Regions from separate parts of the Mus musculus genome. Here regions 2, 3, 4, 5, 6 and 7 are each linked to region 1. The links are chromatin contacts, called in public ChIA-PET maps. All regions are on one chromosome and are shown on one strand. The core of a region is the stretch at or near the end of the contact, and the rest is flanking DNA. Distances in the headings are between cores, read along the strand shown.

Region 1 (3,173 bases), core at 119-2,618:
CTTAGTGCCCTTCTTTTGAAGCAGGGATCCAGTATAGCCCAGGCTAGGCTCATCCTGCCTCAGCGTCCCAAGGGATGGGATCACAGCTGTACAGTACAATGCCTTACAGCAAACATCCTCCTTGTTGTCTCTAAGGTGTTAGTTTCTCCTTCAAATAGGACCACAGTAAGGTCTATTAACTGTCACCAGCAAGATCACAGCTGAGCCTGAGTGAATTCAGGCGCCAGCAGTCAACACCACGAATCACCAAGCCCTCCACTCTTCAAGGGGGCTACATCACAGCTGGGCTGGGTACAGTGGTGGGGTCTGTAACCCCAGCAATGAGAGACTGTAGCAGGAACATGAGTTTGATATGACTCTAGGCCACACAGGAAGACCCTATCTTTAAAAGAAAAAATAATGTTGGGTATAGTAGTAAGTCTGTCATCCTAGTATTTGGGGTCAGAGCCTGGAGGATCAGGAGTTCAAAGTCAGCCTCTTATACATGAGATCCTGTCTCCAAAGCAGGCATTTGGGGCTGGAGTTGTGTTGGCAGAGTCCCTGCCTGGCATGCACCAAGCTCTTAGTTCCATCCCTGGTGCTGTATAAATGGGCTTGACTGTGCACACCTGCCATCCCAGCATTAGCAGTGAAGGCATTCGGATGAAGCCTTCAAGATCACCCACAGTATAGAGTTTGAGCTAGGACCCATCAGACACTGTCTCAAAGCAACAACAAAACACAGAAGGAGTTAGACCCGACTTCCTGAGTTCTCCCACTCCTTATGTTAACACTGCAACCTGCTAGGCGATGGGAGGTTCCACTTAGCAACTGTCGCTCACGTCTACCAAACTGCACAGGTGTTTAATCCCTGTACATAAAGAGAAAGACACCAAAGCTTTGGCAGGGAAACTAAGACATCTGCTCTAGAGGCCCTTGCTAGCTGTCCAGGTTGGGGATGAGATGGAAAGAGCCACCGGGTGGGTGGCCTAAGTGTCCTGGGCCTCTCCCCTGTCCCACTCTGTGCTTCGGGGACATCAGCCGGGTTTCTGCAGTCAGCTTCCTGAGGTTGGAAGATACACAGGCCTCAGCGTTCCCGACTATAATCAGGGACGATAGCAGGAGGCCTGCAACTTGCTATGTAGACCATGCAGAACTGTGTAACGTGAATTCAAACATGCTTCGGCCTAATGCTAGACACCGACATTACCGAGGGCTGGGATCTGACCTATAGGTCTCTACGGTCCCAACGCCTCTCAACACTAGGCTTGGGCTCCAAGGTCCCCGCAGCGCCAGCTCGGAGCCCAGGACTACGCCACTCTCCCGACCGCAAGGGCTTCACTCACCCGCCAGCGCCGCCATCTTGGCCTCGGCCTTCAGACAACCTCTGCGGTCCGTCCTCCAAAGAGTTCCGGTTCTAGTCCAACGCCCAAATAGACACCAGCGGAAACCCGCACCACAAGCCGAGTGGTTCTGACCCGCTTTATACCTGTGGTCGCGTCCGCGCAGAGTGCGCCACGGTCGTCCTGTGACAAACAGGAAACAGCGACAAAATAAAGAACTTCCACTTTATTCAGTATTAGGGAATGAAAAAGTCGCTGTGGTCGTCCCTGGGTGGGCTCGAACCACCAACCTTTCGGTTAACAGCCGAACGCGCTAACCGATTGCGCCACAGAGACGACATTAGTCAGCTGCTTATAGTATAACCCTACAAGGTTTGACAGACAAATTGTGAAGTGCGCTTGCGCGCTAAAGCAATGGCACGGGGCGGAGGGAGGGTGTTACCGACAAACAGCGCGTCGCCGAAATAGCTCAGTTGGGAGAGCGTTAGACTGAAGATCTAAAGGTCCCTGGTTCGATCCCGGGTTTCGGCAAGTGTTTTTAACTCATTGATGAACCTGTCTTCCGTTTTTGAGATTTTTGATTCGTTTTGAACCACAGTCTTGAATTAGTCCAATCCAATGTTGAACTTTTACGTTCTATTTACATATTAGCAATCAGTCCTGCATTCTTCCAATTAATAGGTCTAAAGCCATTACTGACTATGAAATGTAAAAGTATCGGGGTGAATTGTTTACACACCTGTCAGACTAGCACCCCAGAGAAGCAGGAGGATGTGTACGAGGACAAGTTCTTCCTCTCAAAAAGCCAAAATTATTATTGTTGTTGGTAATGATGTTGTTAAGTAACTTTTTTTTTTTTTTCTTTTTTGGTTTTTCGAGACAGGGTTTCTCTGTATAGTCCTGGCTGTCCTGGAACTCACTCTGTAAACCAGGCTGGCCTTGAACTCAGAAATTCACCTGCCTCTGCCTCCCAAAGGTAACATTTTTTTAAAATGGCTCAGCAGAGCATTGGTTCCTCTTTCAAAAGAATGGGAATTCAATTCCCAGCATCCCATAACCTTCTAAAACTCCAATTCATGGGTCTCTGATGGCTCTTTTGATCTCTCCAGGCACCAGGCATGCATGCAGTCAAAACACCCACACATAAAATAATAAAGTAAAATGAATAAATGTAGGTGGTTAGTGAGCACTCTCTCCTATCACGCAGAAGACCCTGGTTCCACCTCGGCACCACATAAACAAGGCATGTGTGGCGTGCCTGTCATTCCAGCCCTGGGGAGGTTGAGGCAGGAGAGTTAGGAGTCCTTGGCTAGACAGCAAACTCAAGGCCAACCATGATAATGAGAATGATAAAGGTCTGAACTGGTTCAGTGGATAAAAGCAGTTGACTGCTGCTAGACCTGAGTTAGATCTCTAGATCCCACAAGGTGGCAGGAGAGAACTGGAGTCCGAAAGTTGTCCCAGGCATGGGTACCAATGGCTCATGCTGCACATTTGCATGAGCACACACACTCGCAGACACACACACACATGAGCACGCACACACACATTATCCCTGCCTCTTATTTCCAGAGCGCTTGGCTTGGCATTAAGGGATGGGAGGTGGCTGTCATTTGGTAGAAAGTCAGTAACGCCTGGGCAGGAGTCTCATTTTCCCCATTTGTAAACTGAATAGAATCATATACATGTAGCACTCTCTTCCACTAATTTCCACTTGTTCAGTGATTTATTTATTTTGGGGTGTGTGTGTGTGTGTGTGTGTGTGTTTTACAAGGCTGGGTATGGCTGGAGAGAACTATGGACTAGAGAAAAATAAACTTTTAGGTTTTTGTTTGTTCGTTTGCTCAATTT
Region 2 (3,063 bases), core at 31-2,530, 490 kb before region 1:
TACAGTGTACTTACATGTAATAAATAAGTAAATAAATAAATAAATAAAAGTGTTTGTGCACCAAAAAAAAAAAAATTAGTCCCAAGCCTATTTTGTCTTTCAAGTACAATTACATGCTTGTAACACACGAAAGCTCACTGTGTTCCTTATTTAACGTTTGCAGCCAAAGGAGGGGACACATTCTATGCTTAATGCTAACTTTACTATATCTTTCTGGCAAAACAATCTAAACCATCTCCTTAAACTTTCTTTTTTTTTTTTTAAGATGTATTTATTTATTATATGGAAATATATTGTAGCTGTCTTCAGACACTCCAGAAGAGGGAGTCAGATCTCCTTTACGGATGGTTGTGAGCCACCATGTGATTGCTGGGATTTGAACTCTGGACCTTCGGAAGAGCAGTCGGGTGCTCTTACCCACTGAGCCATCTCACCAGCCCCTCCTTAAACTTTCTATCACCTACCCTAACATCTTAAAACTATTTTAATCAAATAAGAAATTCTATAAAATCATTAATTCATCTATTTTATGAAAGTTCATCTTTATATTAATCTGCAGGAGACTTGCCCAATCGAGTGGGCTGTCTCCCAATAAGCAACCACAGCAGACTCTAGGCAGTGAGGGTCTCCTGGTGCCCATTCACATCGTACTAGATATGGGAGGCATATAACAATGAAAAACATGAGGAGGCACTGCAGCACCAAGAAGTAATCCAGAGACGAACGCCTCCGGGGGGCAGTGCCTCTCTAGGAACATGCATCACAGCTGTGCAAAACGGTGGACCATCTCCAGCAAAGTCACTTGCCCACCACAGTTTCTCCTGTATGGTGTCCACCATCCAAGCCTTGTGCTGGTTTTACAGACAGGGTTTCACAGGCCGGCCGGTTGGATTGCTGGTGTGATTGACTCCTGACACTGATTCCCAAGTCACCACTTAAATTCAGAAAAGGCTGGGCTGGATATATTTGGCCAGGACCTTGCAGAAAAAGCTCCACGTGGAGCTCCGCCCTCCTCTAGCCACGCCCACACCAGATAAGACCACGCCCACTGCTGTCATTTAGCGAGTGGGGAGACCTGCTCTCGATTTTCCCTTAGGGGCGTGGTTAGGACGTCTGTGGAGTTCTTGTTCACCAATGAGGCTGCAAGGCATTGCAGAGGAAGGGGTGGGCTGCTAGGCGTCAAAGGGTGGTGTCTGCTTTCCTATTGGGTGGCGTGTGGTTGTCAAGGAAACTGCAATGTGGGGCTGGGCTTTTCGGTGAGGCGGGGCTTCCGGGAGGCTGAGGCTCTCCGTCAGCTGACCCACCGCCATCTTGGCCGCCATTTGCAGCGGCCCTAAGCTGGGAAGGGTCTGTGGAAGCTGGGGGGGGCGGGCTTACTGGCTACCCCTTCTCCTCAGACTGCTCTCCGGCTACAGCCGTCGCTCTGGCCTCCACGGCGTCCCCTCCGCGGCGGCCGGAAACACAGCGGGGCGGTTGCCTGAGGTGCGGTCGCCGGGTCCCCGCACCTTCTAGGGCCGCGGCAGCGGCGTTTCCCTCGGAGGCCGCAGCCCACGGGCCGCCGCGATGGCCCTCAAGATGGTCAAGGGCAGTATCGACCGCATGTTCGATAAGAACCTGCAGGATCTGGTCCGCGGCATCCGCAACCACAAGGAGGACGAGGTGAGCCGGCGCGGAGCGGGGCTGCCGGGCTTTCCCCCCATTGCCTCTGGCCCGCCGTGGAGCCGTCTTCCTCGACCCCATCGCCTTTCCCGTCCTGCCTGTTCCAGAGCTGCGGCTCTGCACAGCCTCTCCTTCCCCTGGCCTCAGTTTACCCCCAGCAGCTTGAAACAGGCGCTGTCCAAAATGGCTCAGGTGTCTCGTCTGTTGTAACTAGGGGCCACTCCCTGAACCTCCAAATTGTCCACTTGGAGCAGTCCTTGCCCTAAAGGCCTCAGCGTTTTAGGTCTTGAAGTTGGATGCCACTGCTAGAGCCTGAGTTTACCTTCTTGAAGAAGACTTACTTAGGCAAAGGTTCCCCCACTTGAGCTAGTTTCTGGATCCCATATGGAGGAATCGGGGACCCTCACAGAAAAATCCTGTCATAGGTCTACGTGTCTCCCATGGAGAAATCCCCTTGTCAGGAAAGCACAGGCCCGGGTGGCTGTCTTGGGCTTCCTTGGGAACCCTGCCAGGTTTTCCTGCCCCAGATCCCCTGAACTATTAGTGTGTGCAGGACCTAGGGGCATCTTGGAATGGGGAAGCCTGACTTCAAAACTGGAAGCTCAAAGAAGGCAGAAGTCAGGGTGTGGAAGCGATTTTTCCAGAAGTTACACTGAGACTACAAGCGCTGCTTCCTTTCCTCCCCACAGCCTGTGACCTAGATTAAGGAAGAAGTGATAGAGTGACTACTTAGTGCCTGGCTCAGTGGAAAGACGCAGGCCTCCTCCTGGGCTGGAAGGCCATGCTGAAAGAGGGTGCCTGTCCCTAGCTGGGACAGTCATTTCTCTGTAGCCCTCTTCCCTTCTACCCTACCTGGTGTGGTTTGTACCCTCCCTGCTCTCCCTGGCTGTTACTTCAGTTGAAATAGCTGGTTGGCCTGCGTTTTGCTGGGTGTGGACTGCCCTATGTGATATTTCCTTTGTACTGTGGCCCTCTTTGCTCTCAAGAGGGCTTCCACATTCCCTTCTTGCCTTCCCGTACAGAGAATGTTCCCTGGGCAGCTGTTCTAGGACCCTGGGGACAGGTCACATTCTAGTTTGAGTACCTGAAACAGACTCTAGCTAGGGACATAACCTGGGCTGGCTCATGGTACTCCTGCCTCAGTCTTCTTAGTGTTGGGATTACTGATTTTAAGGTATGTGTGCCCAGGGCCTCAGGCCTCTGTTATGTTTTGCTCTTCACGTCCCCTACCTTCCCATCCCGCAAATCTCAAATCTTCATTGGGAATTGGTGTACATAGACTGTGAGTGTCCCACAGGTGTCTGTGGGGTAATGGTGGAGGTGCTTTTTAAAAATTGGTGTGTATTACATTTGATACTGAGTTTCATTGTACTGTCTTGCATGTAGTCTGCAGAAAGCTCTTTC
Region 3 (3,151 bases), core at 651-3,150, 310 kb before region 1:
GTCTTGAAAAAACAAAACAAAACAAACAAACAAAAAAAACCCCAGAAAAACAAAACAAAACCAGCTTTTATTTATTTTAAAATACCAGTTTCCAGGTAACCCAGGTTGGCCCTGAGTTCTCTGTGTAACTGAGAATGATCTGAGTCAATCTCTCACCTCTATTTCCACTGTACTGAGACTATAGGTGTGTTCCCACCTCTGTCTCCACTGTACTGAGACTATAGGTGTGTTCCCACCTCTGTCTCCACTGTACTGAGATTACAGGTGTGCTCCCACCTCGACCTCCACTGGACTGAGACTATAGGTGTACACCACCAGAATTGCTTTTGAGGCTGTGTAATAACCCAGGGCCTATGTCATATGTTCGTCATGCACCAGTGCTTATCCAGGTGACTTCTCTCTGTGAGAATTGTTAAATGCTGGTAGAATACCCTTCCAAAATTGCATGTGTTGGCTCAAGTCTGTAATCCTAGGATCCCAGAGGCTGAGGCAGATGGATTTTATAGATTTGAAAATGAGATGAGCCTGGAGTGCAGAAGGAGAATCTTTTAAAATAAACACCAAATAAATTGATTAAAAATTTAAAAAGCAGGCGGCCATGGTGACTCAGGCCTGTAATCTTAGCATTTAGGAAAACTGTCAGAAGTCCAAGATCAGTCTAGGCTACAGTGCCAGACCCTGTCCAGACAAACAGAAAGAGGGGTTCTGGGGATGTTGCTCAGTGACTGGAGTAACTGTCTAGCAAGCACAAGGCTTTGCGTTTCATCTCCAGCACTGTGTAATGGGCAAGTCCATCCAGTCTGTGTTACATGAGACCTTACCTCAATCAAAAGCAAAACAGAAAAGCGGTTGGGGAGAGGGCTCAGTGGGTTAGAAAGCTGTGCACAGGTCTCAGGACCTGAGTTCTAATCCCCAGCACCCATTTAAAGCTGGGTATGACCAGGTGAGTGCCACCCTAGGCTTTGGGGTGGAGGCAAGCAGATGCTGGGAGCTTGCTAGCCAGCCTGCCCAGCTGAAGTACTTCAGTGAAGAAGCCTGTCTTAAAGGAAAGAAAATGGAAGACTAAACAAAGGGGTGGGAAGCTGTATGCTCCTCTAACCTCTGCATGCGGGTGCACAGTGTCGCCTCCCTCCAAACACCCCAGAACAAAGCAAAAACAAAAAAACAAAAAAACAAAAAAAAAAAAATCAAATATATTTCCAGAGTGTAGCTTAGTTGGAGTGCCCTTGTCTAGTGTATGTATCTAGGCACGGCAAAAAGAAAAAAGAAATGCCCCACTGATACCCCTCGTGGTTAGGTGACTATTTGAGCATCAATTAGGTAGGTTTCTCAGGATAGGCACCTCAGCCAATTAAGACCCTGGCTAGAGAGTTGGCTCAGTGGTGAAGAGCACTTACAGCAATTGGAGACTTGGGTTCGGTTCCCAGTACTCACATGACCGTTCATAACCATGAGTAGCTCCAATTTCTGGGTATCCAAAGCCCTTTTCTGACTTCAGCGAGAATCAGAAACACTCATGTTGCACATACATAGAATTAGAAAGTAAATCCTAAATCAAACAAAAACCCTGGCCGTGAAGCTCTCCTCGTCCTCCGGGGGGCGCACGACGGCCTTATATAGCCAAAGATTACAGCGGAGACTCGCGGTGCATTTCCAGCCAGGCGCACTCTGGACAGCCCAGGCTTCTCAGGGGCTTGAGGCTCAAGATTGCGAAGCTGCACCCGCGAAAGTCCGGTGCCGGAAGGTTCTCAGGACCAGAAGCATATAATCACGCGTTCTTTAAAGCTTCTCTTGTCCTAAGCTTCGGGTCTTCCGACGGCTACAGTTCCGCGGGAGACGACATTGTAAGCAGGCGCACTTCAGTCAGCCCTTCCCGGCGTCCCTAGCGACAGCGTCCCGGGGGCCTCTGGGGGCCTCGGGGCAAGATGGCGGCGTCGGCGGGGTCCGAAAAGCGCGAGCGGAAGCCTCCGGGGCGAGTGTGAGGAGGGGTCCCGGGGTCCCGGGTATCTCCGGGCCGGGGCCCCGCTGCGGAACGGACCATGCTACGTTCTACCGGCTTCTTCCGCTCCATCGACTGCCCATACTGGGCGGGAGCTCCCGGGGGGCCTTGCCGGCGGCCCTACTGCCACTTCCGGCACCGCGGAGCTCGGGGTCCCGGCGCTCCCGGTAGCGGCGGCGCAGCATCTCCTGCATCAGGTAAAGCCCATAGGACCGCCCTGGGTCCCACAGCCCGCCCGTGCTACATGTTTCCCTTGCTCAGCCAGACCGCGCACTGTCAGATTGCTGTCCCTCTCCTAGCTGCCATCGCGATGCTGTGCAAATGTCTAGACCTCTCTGGTCATTAAAGCATAAAGACGGTCACGACGGAGCGAGAGACCGTGCATCCCCGTCCCCAAGCTAGGGGACTTGGTGCAACTCCTCCGGTTCTTATTCTGTCCACCTTGTTCCGAACGATATATCATTCCCTCCCGTCACCACGCACGCCACCCTGTGCGCTTGTGGCATACCTTGTTTACGAACGCGACAGTTTCCTGGGATGAGTCCCCCCCCCCCCCCCACTGTCTCCAGTAGTTGGATGCACAAGGCCATAGGGGCACCTGCTGTTTGTCGAGCGGAAAACCCCCTTGCCTTGAACGGGTGTGGACTTTGAGCTTGGCAGGGAGCATGTCGCAATTAGTGTGATGACATTTTGAAGAAGGCCTCAGGGATCAGGCAGTGTGTAGGAAGTATTGTATTAGAGAAAAGACATTAAGGTTTTGTTATTTGTCTTTTGTTTGTTTTTACTGTTGTAGGCCAGGCTAGTTTTGGACCCAGGACCCTGAAGCTGCAACCTCCTAGGTTCTGGGATGGCCCTAACCGGACCCTTAGGATTCCAATTGCATTTAAAGAAGACATTGGAGAGCCTAGAGAGATGGCTCCGATTTAAGAGCACTTTCTGTTTTGGGCTGGGCCTGCTGCGTGCACACTTTTAGTCCCGTTTCTCTAGAGGCATTGCCGGGTGGACCTCTGAGTTTGAGTCCAGCCTGGTCTATATAGGAAGCCTTGTTCCAGAAATCCATAGCCAGTGAGTCCCTGTCTGAGGGGTGGGGGCCACGCTTGCTACTGTTGCAGAGGCCCTGGATTGGGTTACCAGCAGCCACATGGCTGGTTT
Region 4 (2,975 bases), core at 216-2,715, 430 kb before region 1:
GTGAACGGCTGACCCAGGTGGGCCACGCTTGAATGTGGGTGTCATGTTTTATTTGAATTGTTAGCCTGAGATAGGATCTGGCTAGGTAGCCCCAAACTACAGAGACATGCTGGCCCCCGTGGACACACACACACATGCTACAGCTAGCCACAGGTAGAAGCTATTTCTCTTACATGTGTCCCAGGAATGGGCTCAGGCTATAATTGGTGGCAAACTCCTTTAACAGCTGAGTAGAGACCCTTGTTTGAGTCTGCCAGGAATTGATCCCTGACTGCCTTGAGCTGAAGTTCTATCCCCTGCCCAAATCTGTCCAGGTAATGAACCTTGTACAGGCATGACAATCTGAATTAGAGACAAACATTTCTGCCAATGCAATCACTAATGACGACAATGAGGCTCGGGAGTCAGACAGATGACTCATAAGTTAAGCCAAACTGTTACTCTTACAGAGAACCCAGGGTACAGCCCAGCACCCACATCAGGCATCGTGTAATTTCACCTCTCTTCTGACTTTCCAGGCACCTGTATGCATAAGGCACACACACTCACACGGACGAGGACCTGTGTGAGTGCACACAAACACACAAAGAGCTGCTTGAGGTTCATGAGGCTCCAGCCTCAGTAGAGGGTGGTGGTAAAAACTTGTAGACAAACTACCCTGAAGAGGGAAAACAACCTCTTTGTGCACGGAAGCAGCCGAGGCAGCAGGCACAACGCGGTCTGACTGTATCCGAACCTGAATCGGGGATCCTAGCCCCTTCTTGTCCCAGCTATCCCCACCGAGGGCTGCAAAGGACCCAAGAGGTTCAAGAAGGGTTCATCACGGATTGCAGAGCTGGAGCACAGGACAAGGGCATCAGTATTCAGTAAAATTAGGGCTGGCTTGCCCTCCTTCGGCAGCTGAACGCGGCACCCGGCTCAAGGACAGGGAGCAGAACCTGCAGCGCGCAAGCCAGCGGGCCAACTGTGACACAGGAGAAGGCGGCCTCACGGCCCAAACTGAAGCCTTCAGTACCCTTCTGCGCAGGCGCAGGCGACTCCGGAGGCTGGTCACCAGCCTCTCCACACAGTCCTCTCCCACCCCCCAGCCAGGTCACGCGGCTGCAGTCGAGTATCTTTTCACGCTCCGCCCCCACCGTGGGAGTGCGCAGGCGCGCTTGAAGCTTCGCGCCCCACTTCCCTCGGAATCTCCCCTTCCCCCTGCCAGCTCGAAGTGCGCAGCCGTGTTTGGAGTCGCCAACACGGTCGCTGCGCAGCTCCACTCCGCTCCCCGCTAAGCTCCGCCCCTTAAACGGGAGCGCGCAGCCGTATTCTGCATTCCCCGGCGTGCTCTTCTCGCTGCGGCCTTCGACGCTCCTGGAAGCTCCGCCTCCTCTGTTCCCTGAGAAAGGCGGAGACTGGTGCGGAGGGGCGGGGTAACTTCGGGACCGCGCCTATAAAGGTGGCCGCGCCGGCCGCGCGCGCGGCTCCTCTCGGCGGCAGCGGCCCAGTGGAGGGGTCCGTGGTGGCGGTGGTGGCGGCGGTGGCGGCGGCGGCGGCGGCGACGGCGGCGGCGGCGGCGGCGGCAGCAGCAGCGGTGGCTGTGGCGGCGCTGTTCCCCGCGCAGTCCTCGGAGCGGGGTCCGGGCTGTGCTAGGTGAGGTGACGGCGCTGCGACCCCGGCCGGTGTCCGACCCCGGTGAGCGCGGCGCCAAGGGCGACATTCTCCGAGGGAGGAAGGAAGCCCGAGTCAGGCGCGGGAGCTCCGCCGAGCCCCGGCCGCCTCCGCCCGGCCGAGCGCCTCTCTCAGCCTCGGTCCTTTGTCTCCTCCGCCCGCAGGGTCGCCTCCCAAGCCGCCCCCCGGGCCCCGCGTCCCCTCCCCCGCTGGTGGGGCCCGGACTGAAGATGGTGCAGAAGAGAACAGCCGAACTTCAGGGCTTCCACCGTTCGTTCAAGGTGAGGGGTCCTGTCCGGGGGTCCCATTGCAGTGACGGGTGCGACGGATAAGCAGAGCCTACTCGGGAGGCTGGTGCAGGGCTTGGGAGGGGTGCTTGCATTGGACTTTTGTGCTGGAGGTGGTGGGGGTCAGCAGGCCGCAGCCCTGTCCCCATCCTCCTAGTAGCTCTCTCTTCTAGGACCCTCAACCCCCACCCCCAGGCTTGTGATTGGTGGCTCTGTGTCCCTTGCAGTTAGCCCGATCACAGTCGTCTGTTTCTGTGTGTGATCCTAGGCAAATCGAGTGTTTCTGTTCCTTGCAACTTCCAGGCCTGTCTTGTGCTGGTTGGGAGAGTCAGTAAGCTGCAGCCTTGCTTCTAGCTGCCTACTAACTCTTCATGAACTGCCCCAGGCTCCCCTGTGATCTGTGGCTGTGTCCCTAGCAGTTTCTCAGCCCGGGCTTTCCTACCTCTGTATGTGGTCTCTGATGGACTTTACATTTGTTTCCTGCAGTGTGTGCTTGTTGCAGGCTACAACCTGTCCCCGGCTGCCTAGTAGCTCTTTCTTTCAGGACCCACTCCCACCACTGATTGGTGGCTCTATGTCCCTCGCCATCAGCCTGATCTCAGTCTTGTGCTCCCCACCCACTTTCTGTATGTGATCCCACACTTTCTGTGTCCCCCAGGTTGGCCTTGTTCTGGATGAAAGCACGTCAGCAGGTCCTAGCTCTCTCTTTTGTGAGCTCCCCTAGGTTGGCTTGTGGTCAGTGGCTGGATGTTCCTTGCAGTCTCTCAGCCCCGTCTCCCCTACTTCTGTGTATATAGTTCCAGGGAAACCCTGTATCTGTCCACTGTAGTCTCAAGCTGGCCTGTGCGGTTGGTTGGGATCAGAGGGGATGAAGCCTTGTTGGGGAAACCCTTTGGCACATGGGTATGCTTTGCCCCACTGCAACCTCCACACTTGGTGGTGGCCTGTGGAGACCTTCCCTCAAGACACCCCAGGCCCAAAGTGTTATTTCTTATCAGAACAGGAAGTTTCTGTAGTGTTATTAATGGTGGCTGA
Region 5 (2,973 bases), core at 316-2,815, 410 kb before region 1:
ATCCAGGCTGTTGAAATCTGTTTGGATGGTTTATCCTCGTGCTAGGATTCTTTCTTCACTTTTATTGGTCCCTCTGCTGAGCCTGTTTCCAGATGAGATTCGTGAGACTCAGGACTAAGCCAGTCAGTCCCTGTTAATTAACCTGTGGAAACAAAGCTTGCCCTCCTTCCTCTCTTCCCCTTCTGCCTCCCTGAGTAGCTTTGTCCACCTTTGAATTTGTGATCCTCCTGCCTCAGGCTCCCAGTGCTAGGATGGCAGGTGTTGCCCACCATGCCCAGATACATAGTAATTCCTGCCCCTCCTCCAGTCTCTCCTTCCTCAGGCCTGGCCTGTCCTCTCCTCCTCTTTGTACCTTACCCCTCACTCCACTTCTTTCCCTTTCTGGGTTCACAGTCTAGTTTGGGCTCTTTTTATTATGGTTATTATTATTATTATTATTATTATTTTTTTTTTTTTGAGACAGAGTTTCTCTGTGTAGGCTGTCCTGGAACTCACTCTGTAGACCAGACTGGCCTAGAGCTCAGAAATTCGCCTGCCTCTGCCTCCAAAGTGCTGGGATTAAAGGAGCGCGCCATCACTGCCCAGCTAGTTTGGGTTCTTAATGTCCTACAGCCTAAGGCAGAGCCGGGATTGGCTAGGTTCAGGGGCTCAGGAGCATTGTGTGGGTGGGATCAAGGGCCTGAGACCTCAACATCCTCACTTCCTTCTGTTCCTCTCCGTTTCTCCTAACCTTCCCGCATTCACCATCTTCAAAGGCCTGTCCTTCTTCCTTTTTCCCTCCATCCCTATTCCTCTGTCGGCTTCCATCTAGACCCTGTGGCCCCGCCCTCTAGCCCCGGGGTGCTCAGATGCACCACGCCCCTTCACCTCAAGTCTGGGCCTCTTTCCTCCACTGTGTGATCTCCTCCTCCTCCTCCCCTCCCCTCCCCTCCCCTCCCCATGCTGTCTTTCCTGCTTCTTTCCTCTGTCTGTCCTTTACCTCTCCATGCCTTCCCTGCCTCTCCTCATCCTTCTCCTCCTGCCCTTGCTCGAATCCAGGGATGGCCTGCGCCTCCATGGCCCGGACTACCTCCCCTACCTCCTGTCTCTGCTCCTCCCCCGTTACCACATCCTTCTCTTTCCTCCCATTCAACCCCTCCTGTTGCCCTCCTCTCTGTCCCAGTATCCATTTCTCCCTCTCATTTCTCTCGGTCCCTTTTTCCTCTGTTTCCCCTTCTCCTTCCTCCTCTGGCATTTCGGGGCCCTCCTCTTCCTTGTCTCACCAATCCTGGGCCTAGCCCTGCCACGCCCATCCTCCCTCCCCTCCTCTCTACGCTCACAATCGCTTCTCCATCTTCCTCTCCTCCCTCCCTCCCTCTCTCCCTCCCCGTTTCCCTTTCCAATCCATCCTCCTCCCTAGCCTTGCCCTTTCTTCCCCCTTCCCGTCCTCCCGTTGGCTCCTCCCTTTTTGTCTCCTCCCCTCGCCCCTCTCAGGTCTCGGCTCTCTTTAGCCCCGCCCCTCCCTTCCTCCTCTCAAACGCCCCGCCCCATGACCACGCCCTCCGTGGCTCCGCCCCCGCGCCGCAGCGACAAGATGGCGGCGGGCGGCAGCGGGCGCGCGTCTTGCCCGCCGGGGGTCGGGGCCGGCGCGGGCAGCCTGGGTCCCAGTGCTAACGCGGCCGCCGCCCCCAGCAACGCCGCTGCCTGCGCCCCGGTGCCTCCGCCGCCCCCGTCCCCGCCGCCTGGGCCCGGGACTGACGCGCAGGCCGTGGGCGACGAGCGCGACGACGCGGGCCCAGGCGCGCTGCTGCGCGAGCCCGTGTACAACTGGCAGGCCACCAAGCCCACGGTGCAGGAGCGCTTCGCCTTCCTCTTCAACAACGAGGTGCTGTGCGACGTGCACTTCCTGGTGGGCAAGGGGCTCAGCTCGCAGCGCGTCCCCGCGCACAGGTGGGCCGCCGGGACGCGCCCGGACCCTGCAACCCCAGACCCTGCATCCCCAGACCCTGAACCCCACCCAGACCCTGCACCCCAGGAACCAGCACCCTGAAACCCTGCGCCCTACCCGGGACCGTTCATCACAGACCATGCACTCCACCTGGACCCCGCACACTCTAAACCCCGTAGTCCACTCAGAGCCTGCACCCCCCCATTCTGTTCCCCCACCCGGATCCTGCACTTCACCTGGACCCCGCACCCCATGAACCAGCACCTTAGAACCCTGCACTCAAGACCTTGAACTCCACCCAAGACTGCACCTCAGACCTGCACCCCTATCCAGGCCCTGCATCCCAGGATCCTGCATCCCAAATCCTGCAGTCAGACCTTGCAGTCTGCTTGAACCCTTCATCCCAACCCTAATCCCAAGAGCCTGGACTGCACCCAGATTCTTTATTCCTAGATATTGCACCCCAGACCTTGCATCCTAGAACCCTGCACCCCAAGAATCTGCATTCCACCCAGGATCATGTACCTCAGACTCTACACCCCACCCAGACCTTTCACCACCCCTGGACCCTGAATCTGGAGCCTCAGGCTCTTACCTTAGGATTCCTGACCCCTTCACCTGAACCTGGTTCCCACAACCCCCTTCCCCCACAGTGTACTTCCTAAACATGGGAACCTGGAGGTTCTGTTGGGTCCTGCCTGCCTTGAACCTGGTTCTAGGGCCATTTCATTTTATCCTTAGGTTCTGCTCCGTTCTATCCTGGATCCTCTCTGCTCTCTGAATCCATTAGTCACCCCAACATTCCTCCAGCTTATCCAGTTCTAGGGCCCCCTCCGTCCCCACCCATGACCCCTTAGATCCCCTTCTTACCCCATGTTCACACCTCACACCATCTAACCTACTGGCCCCATCAGAGACCCTTGCCTCTTGTTCCTCCAGCACTGGGCTTCCAGCCTGTCTGAGCCATCACCCCCAGACCTCACCATGGCCACGATGAGTTGAGCTCTTTGGGAGTGGGCAAGGGTCTGGCACAGCCTCAGAAAGGA
Region 6 (2,719 bases), core at 29-2,528, 350 kb before region 1:
CGCCACTGTCTCCAGGGCAGAAGACACAGCTTTGTTTGTCCCCTCAAGACTAGACAACAAGGGACACAGAAAGATGGATGCCTTGGGGACAGATGACAGCCTGGGCTTATGGGCCTCTGGAGAGGAGTTTAATAGCTATAGGATGGTAGCCAATGCTTGGCCAAAGGGGCCCTTCATGTTCATTGCAATTGTGGCCTGTTATTCCCTTGTTTTAGGTGACAGGTGCCCACTGTACACCAGCATGGGAACAGGTTTGAAAGGGGCTCCTTGTACCACAGACAAGGACCTGCGGTCCAGCAGACACTTCCCACCTCTGAGGAACCACACGCCCTCTGCATTCAACAACTGCAGGCAAACAATGGGCCTTGGGTCCTGGGTATAGGGTCCAAAAGAATGGGACCGTGGCTGGACAGACTACAAGGATCAGGTCTGGAAGCTCAGGCCTGAAATACAAGTCACTCAATAAGCCACTAGATGGGAGTTCGGGGCCAGCTTCAGCGGTACAGGAAACTTCCAAAATAAAAAAAATGAAGTGGGCTCGGGGTAGAGCTCAGCAGTGCTGAGCCTACCTATGTCCACCAGTGAGGGACTGAAGCTTAGGTTAGGGCCCCTTGTGAGGGGATGGGGTGTGGCGCAGGGGTAGAGTCCCTGCCTGGAATCATCCATTTAAGGGCTGGGTACAAAGATTAGCGAAAGCTCCTGGAATCCACTTCTGAAGGGAGGGGAAGGGGATCAGTAGTCCAGTGCCAGTCTAATATAACCAAAGTCCAGGATTCGATCCCTGGTACCACCAAGATACCCCAAGAAACCCCATAGGGTACAAGAGCTTAAAGGGAAACTGCACACCTGCTGTAAGGATGGTGGATAAGATAACCCTGAGGCAGGGGACTGTGATGACCCGGAACATACAACCGGAAGCAGCTGGAAATCACAGGGTTTCCGGAATCAGAAGTAGGGTACACGCGTGCGCCGCAAACCAACGGCATAGGGCGCGGTGGGCGAAAAGCCCTGTGCACACGCGTACTAGCGTTGACTACTCGCGCACGCGTACTCCCACCGCCTCCCGGGACGCGCACAACCCTCTCAGGCTACGCGGTCTGTCCCGATAAGGCCTTCTTTCCCTGTCCACCGCCCTTGCCTTGTCACCATCTCCGGTGCCCCATGGCGGATTCGGAACGGCGAAAGCCGAACCCCTACGGCGGCTGCTCACCTGAGGGACACCCGAGCGAACGCCACGCTTATCCAAGTCCTAGCAACCGGGCCGCCACGCCTGCCACCGCGGGGCACCACGGGAGCGTAGTTCCATGGGCGGGGCCTGCGCGATGCGACTACATTTCCCTTAAGGCCGTGCGCGTGGCTGCTTCACAAGGCCTTGCTGAGTCTAGGGGGTTTTCTTATGTGTGCTGCAGCGAGTAGAATACTGTGGTTTGAGATCCTGGGATGGCACTGAACTCGGCCCCTTTGTGACACTTTGAGACATCAGCAGAGAGAAGACTTGAGGCAGAAGGAGACTCTATGGCCATTAGTCACTCAAAGAGCATCTGCCATCATACTTCTGTAAAGTCCCATGTTGCTGGTGAACAATCACTTTTACTGCTTGGAAAGTGACTGTAGTCTGAAGTTTTAGGTCCACTCAGGCCCTCATTCTCCTCATCTGTACATGGGTGAAACAGATATGTGAACTTCTGAATAAGTCTGGGGCTGGGGCTGTTCATGGAGTGTTTTCCTAGCACCCAGGAGAACCTGGATTCCATACATAGCATTCCTCATGGCACAAGCTGGTCATGCCTGCACTCTGGGGGTGGATACAAGAGAACAAAAGTTCAAGATGGTTGGGGCGAGGGCCTTTAACCCCAGCACTTGGGAGGCAGAGGCAGGCAAATCACTGGGAGTTCCAGGACAGATCCTGTCTTTAAAAAACAAAAACAAAAGATGAAGAAAATAAATGAACAAGTAATAGAGGCAGGAGAGATGACCTAACATTAATACCTTTTAGTTAATTATTGTTTTAGATAAAGAGTTTCACAGTGTAGCTTTATCTGCCCAACATGTCATTCCCAGGCCAGAGTCCCTGAGTCTCTCCCAGGGTCCTTCTTCCTCTGTGGCTTAGGACATAAACAGCAGATTGCCTGGCTGAGCCCTGACCAGCAGGAAGGTAGAAAGTGGCACCAGAGAGCCTGGGGTTGGCTCCAGGATCAACCTGTTTGCAATCTTCTAGGCCTGTCTGCCAAACACAATCTTTCTGGAATAAGGAATGCCTTGTGACCAGCTTATCAGAGCAGAGTAGGTCCCATGAGTTTGGTGTATGGCTGCTTGCAAGACAGATAAGTGGGAGATTAGTGTGGATATGACCAGCATTACAAAGCTAGAACCCAAGCCGGGTGGTGGTGGTCCACGCCTTTAATCCCAGCACTTGGAAGGCAGAGGCAGGCAGATTTCTGAGTTCGAGGCCAGCCTGGTCTATAGAGTGAGTTCCAGGACAGCCAGGGCTATACAGAGAAACCCTGTCTCGAAAAACAAACAAAAAAACGAAGCTAGAACCCTTAGGTACAGTGTCTGGCTTCTAGGAAGCCATGTGAACCAAGGGTCTTGGGAAGAAAACCAAGTTTTGGGTCATCACACCAAAACAGGGCCACCAGGAAACCCATGTTGTTTCTTTAATATTTTTTGACTAAGCCCAGGTCCATAGAAATGCTAGGCCAGGAGCTGTAGAGATGGC
Region 7 (3,125 bases), core at 440-2,939, 500 kb after region 1:
TAGTTTATTTTTATCTTATGTGCATAGGTAGTTTGTCTGCATATATGTCTGTGTGAGGGTGTTGGATTCCCTAGAACTGGAGTTACATTCTGATCTGCTGTGTGTATGCTGGGAATTGAATGGGTCCTCTGGAAGAACAGCTAATGCTTTAAACCAATTAGCCATCTCTCCAGCTCCAACTAGACTTTAGGATATTTATTTATTTAATTGGGGTTTGTTTGTTTGTTTGTTTTCGAGACAGGGTTTCTCTGCGTAGCCCCTGGCTGTCCTGGAACTCACTCTGTAGACCAGGCCGGCCTAGAACTCAGAAATCTGCCTGCCTCTGCCTCCCAAGTGCTGGGATTAAAGGTGTGTGCCACCTGGGGTTAAGAGCACTGACTGACCTTCCAGTGGTCCTGAGTTCATTTCCCAGCAACCACATGGTGGCTCACAACCATCTGTAATGGAATTCAATGCCCTCTTCTGGTAGACAGAGATAGTGTACTCAGATACATAAAATAAATAAATCTTTAAAAAAACAAAAACAAAAGCAAAAACGGTGTGTGCCACCACACCCAGCTCTGAGTTTGTGTGTGTGTCTGTTTATCTGTCCGTTTGCTTGCCCGACTGCCTGATTGAGACAAGGTTTTATGTGCATTTTATGTGCTTAAATTTGAATCCGCCTGCCTTTACCTCCAGAGGGCTGGGATTATAAACCCAAAGCTCTCACTGATGCGCTCCAGACAGTAGAAGCCCTAGTACTGAGAAAATGAGCCCAGGTCCTGTCTTCTCAGGAGGGTACTGTCTGAGCTACAGAATTAGCCTGGAAAATTTAGTGAGATTCTGTCTCAAATATAAAATGCTGGTGCGTGATAGCACATATCTGTCATCCGGCACTTCCTGAGCTAGGAGGCAGGAGGATCAGGAATTCACTGTCATCTTTGGCCACATTAGAAGTTTGAAACCAACCTGGGCTACGTGTAGATAGATCCCTTAGTCCAACACTGGGAAGGAGAAGACAGCAAGGTCAGGCTTTCCAGATTAGTTCTCATACATGTAAATTGGAAGCTAACATGAGCTACATGGGACTCTGTGAATGTGAATGAATGAATGGATGGATGGATGAATGAAATCGCGATGTGGTACTATTTACACGTCTTTTCCATCTTTCTACGGCCCTGATTCCATTTGCACAAACACATATACATACAGAGAGACAGAGACAGAGAGAGGCAGAGAGGAGGAGGAGGAAGAGGAGGAGAAACAAATAGGGTAGGGACTGGGCGTGGTGGCGCACGACTATAGTCCCAGTACTGGGTGGCAGAGCAGGAGTATAAGGAGGATATCTGTTGAGTTCAAGGGAATCCTGTTAAATTCCAGGACATTCATGGTTAAATAGTGAGACTTTGTGCCAAAAATGTGCATATAGTACATAATATATACACATATGTAAATGTTACGCACATATATATGAACAAATAAAATAAAGCAGAAACCAGTCAATCAAAGAACAAAAAAATATAAAAACTAAAGAGGGAACTTGGATATGAAAAGAACGAATCAGAAGAGTATTTCTGCGCATGCTCTCTTGCCGCCACGCTGCCCGCTGCCTCTTGGGAGTTGTAGTTCTCCTTCGACTCCTCTCACAGGACAGACCCTAAGAGCGCTTCCGGCAGTCGCAGAACTACAGCTCCCTGCAGGCGGCGCGTGCGCGTGCGCACTGCGGGCAGCAGGCGGCATGTCGGCGCTCCGGTGGACCCGAAGCGCAGCCGGGCTTGGCCGGGTTCTGCGCTCCCCTGGGCCCCACCGCCCGCCTTCGGAGGAAGGTAAAGGAGTGTCGGATCCAGGACTATAATCTTCCCTTCCTTAGGATCCCGGTCACCTTCAACCTTTGTTCTTTGACCTATGGAGGAGTTTCTGGGGACCCATTTAGCTGGGCACTAGTTGGCAACGTCTCTCTAGGTCCGCAGGGCACTTTGACTTTTGATTGTTGCTCGCTTTTCCATGTCTCTGACCCACTGTTGGGGACTTACGGATATTGGCATTGACCTTTGGCTACTTTTAGTTAGGAGTACTTCTTGCTGGATCCTGCACCCCGATCCTTATAGCTTTGGCCTGTTCTGCCCTTGAAGTTGGTCTTTTTCTGGGTCTGGATTTATTTGTGGGCGGGGCGTGTTTTTTTTTTTTTTTTTTTTTTTTTTTTGAGCCATGGTGTTTCCATGTGGTTCATGCTGGATGCTTTATTTGAACTCAGGTCCTACTGCTTCAACCTCCTGAGTTCTGAGATCCCATGCCTGGCAGTCCTTGTCTTTTGATCCATTTCTTTCTGGGCATGACGTAAGTTTGAGGCAGGAACTCACACTAGCTTAACCTAGAACTTCCTTTGTAGCCCAGGCTGGAATCCAATTGGAGACCCTCCCACCTCAGCCTCCAGAGACCTGGGGTAATAAGTGTGCATGCCACGGTGTCCACTTGATAGGATGGTTTCTGTGTTCTTATTCTTCATGTCTCTTTCTAGGGACTTTTGGTGGCTTCTGCAGCTCAAGAAGGAGCTCCGCTGCCAGTCCCCGTGAGCAACATGTCCTGAGGGAGTGGGGCCATGCTGAACTGCTGGAAGGTAAGTTGGTGTCCTAAGTCCTTCTCCACAGTGAAGCCTTGAGGGAGTGTGCTCTGCGTTGTACCTGACCACTCCAAGGGAGTATGTAAAATGGGGTCCAGAGTCCACTGAGCAGTGTTGTCTGGCTGGCCTGTCTGTGGTCCTGTGGGTCCTCTTGTGCTGGTTCTGGGAGCTGCTGTAATTCCATTCCCTGAGTTCCAGATTCCCACCTGGGGCTCTCACTTCTAGGAAGACAGTGGAGGCCCCAAATACACCTGAACAATACCGGATTTGCATTGTTGGAATGCTGACATAGAAGTCTCCAGTTTTAGTCCTGCAGAGTCGAGGTGCAGCTGGAATCCAGCCTGTCTGCCAGGCCTGCCTGTCTGTCTTCCTTCCTTCCTTCCTCTTTCTTTCTTTCTCTCCTCATTCCTCCCTTCTCTCTTTCTCTCTTTTTTCTTTCTTGGTTTTTCGAGACAGGGTTTCTCTGTGTAGGAAGTCCTGGCTGCTTTGTAGACCAGGCTGGCCTTGAACTCAGGTCTGCCTGCCT

What was found. ChIA-PET counts read pairs in DNA pulled down with a chosen protein or histone mark.
Region 2: an RNA polymerase II ChIA-PET map of memory CD8 T cells shows a contact between it and region 1, with 55 read pairs. The contact joins the promoter of Ap3d1 here to the promoter of Ndufs7 in region 1. A contact is called at or near these places in 2 of 39 promoter capture datasets (liver and pre-B cells), 1 of 484 Hi-C or Micro-C datasets (B cells), 1 of 115 datasets of contacts at active chromatin or transcription factors (memory CD8 T cells) and 1 of 9 other capture datasets (adipose tissue).
Region 3: a contact with region 1 is called in an RNA polymerase II ChIA-PET map of memory CD8 T cells, with 273 read pairs. The contact joins the promoter of Rexo1 here to the promoter of Ndufs7 in region 1. A contact is called at or near these places in 3 of 39 promoter capture datasets (liver, neural stem cells and pre-B cells), 1 of 484 Hi-C or Micro-C datasets (the N1E-115 cell line), 2 of 115 datasets of contacts at active chromatin or transcription factors (memory CD8 T cells and pancreatic cancer cells) and 1 of 9 other capture datasets (adipose tissue).
Region 4: an RNA polymerase II ChIA-PET map of memory CD8 T cells shows a contact between it and region 1, with 211 read pairs. The contact joins the promoter of Mknk2 here to the promoter of Ndufs7 in region 1. A contact is called at or near these places in 6 of 39 promoter capture datasets (the C10 cell line, cranial neural crest, hippocampal neurons and 2 more), 4 of 115 datasets of contacts at active chromatin or transcription factors (double positive thymocytes, memory CD8 T cells, microglia and 1 more) and 1 of 9 other capture datasets (adipose tissue).
Region 5: an RNA polymerase II ChIA-PET map of memory CD8 T cells shows a contact between it and region 1, with 23 read pairs. The contact joins the promoter of Btbd2 here to the promoter of Ndufs7 in region 1. A contact is called at or near these places in 1 of 39 promoter capture datasets (cranial neural crest) and 2 of 115 datasets of contacts at active chromatin or transcription factors (memory CD8 T cells and pancreatic cancer cells).
Region 6: an RNA polymerase II ChIA-PET map of memory CD8 T cells shows a contact between it and region 1, with 28 read pairs. The contact joins the promoter of Scamp4 here to the promoter of Ndufs7 in region 1. A contact is called at or near these places in 2 of 39 promoter capture datasets (liver and pre-B cells), 2 of 115 datasets of contacts at active chromatin or transcription factors (bone marrow-derived macrophages and memory CD8 T cells) and 1 of 9 other capture datasets (adipose tissue).
Region 7: a contact with region 1 is called in an RNA polymerase II ChIA-PET map of memory CD8 T cells, with 9 read pairs. The contact joins the promoter of Polrmt here to the promoter of Ndufs7 in region 1. A contact is called at or near these places in 3 of 115 datasets of contacts at active chromatin or transcription factors (large pre-B cells, memory CD8 T cells and pancreatic cancer cells) and 2 of 9 other capture datasets (adipose tissue and liver).

The regions. Positions count from the first base shown.
Region 1 is chr10:80,247,644-80,250,816 of GRCm38.p6, reverse strand. Ndufs7 (NADH:ubiquinone oxidoreductase core subunit S7) reads right to left here and starts at 1,368. Exons shown (of 8, transcript NM_029272.4): 1 at 1,326-1,368. The coding sequence starts at 1,341. It overlaps n-TFgaa3 (a tRNA gene), which reads left to right and starts at 1,781; the gene lies at 1,781-1,853. It overlaps n-TNgtt7 (a tRNA gene), which reads right to left and starts at 1,658; the gene lies at 1,585-1,658.
Region 2 is chr10:80,740,492-80,743,554 of GRCm38.p6, reverse strand. It overlaps Ap3d1 (adaptor-related protein complex 3, delta 1 subunit), which reads left to right and starts at 1,280. Exons shown (of 31, transcript NM_007460.2): 1 at 1,280-1,659. The coding sequence starts at 1,564.
Region 3 is chr10:80,560,309-80,563,459 of GRCm38.p6, reverse strand. It overlaps Rexo1 (REX1, RNA exonuclease 1), which reads left to right and starts at 1,900. Exons shown (of 15, transcript NM_025852.3): 1 at 1,900-2,196. The coding sequence starts at 2,040.
Region 4 is chr10:80,674,783-80,677,757 of GRCm38.p6, reverse strand. Mknk2 (MAP kinase-interacting serine/threonine kinase 2) reads left to right here and starts at 1,465. Exons shown (of 14, transcript NM_021462.4): 1 at 1,465-1,677; 2 at 1,818-1,934. The coding sequence starts at 1,884.
Region 5 is chr10:80,655,086-80,658,058 of GRCm38.p6, reverse strand. It overlaps Btbd2 (BTB (POZ) domain containing 2), which reads left to right and starts at 1,565. Exons shown (of 9, transcript NM_145361.3): 1 at 1,565-1,929. The coding sequence starts at 1,574.
Region 6 is chr10:80,601,441-80,604,159 of GRCm38.p6, reverse strand. It overlaps Scamp4 (secretory carrier membrane protein 4), which reads right to left and starts at 1,278. Exons shown (of 7, transcript NM_019575.4): 1 at 1,211-1,278. Adat3 (adenosine deaminase, tRNA-specific 3) reads right to left here and starts at 1,280. Exons shown (of 2, transcript NM_001100606.1): 1 at 1,211-1,280.
Region 7 is chr10:79,745,145-79,748,269 of GRCm38.p6, reverse strand. It overlaps Polrmt (polymerase (RNA) mitochondrial (DNA directed)), which reads left to right and starts at 1,689. Exons shown (of 21, transcript NM_172551.3): 1 at 1,689-1,805; 2 at 2,498-2,596. The coding sequence starts at 1,718.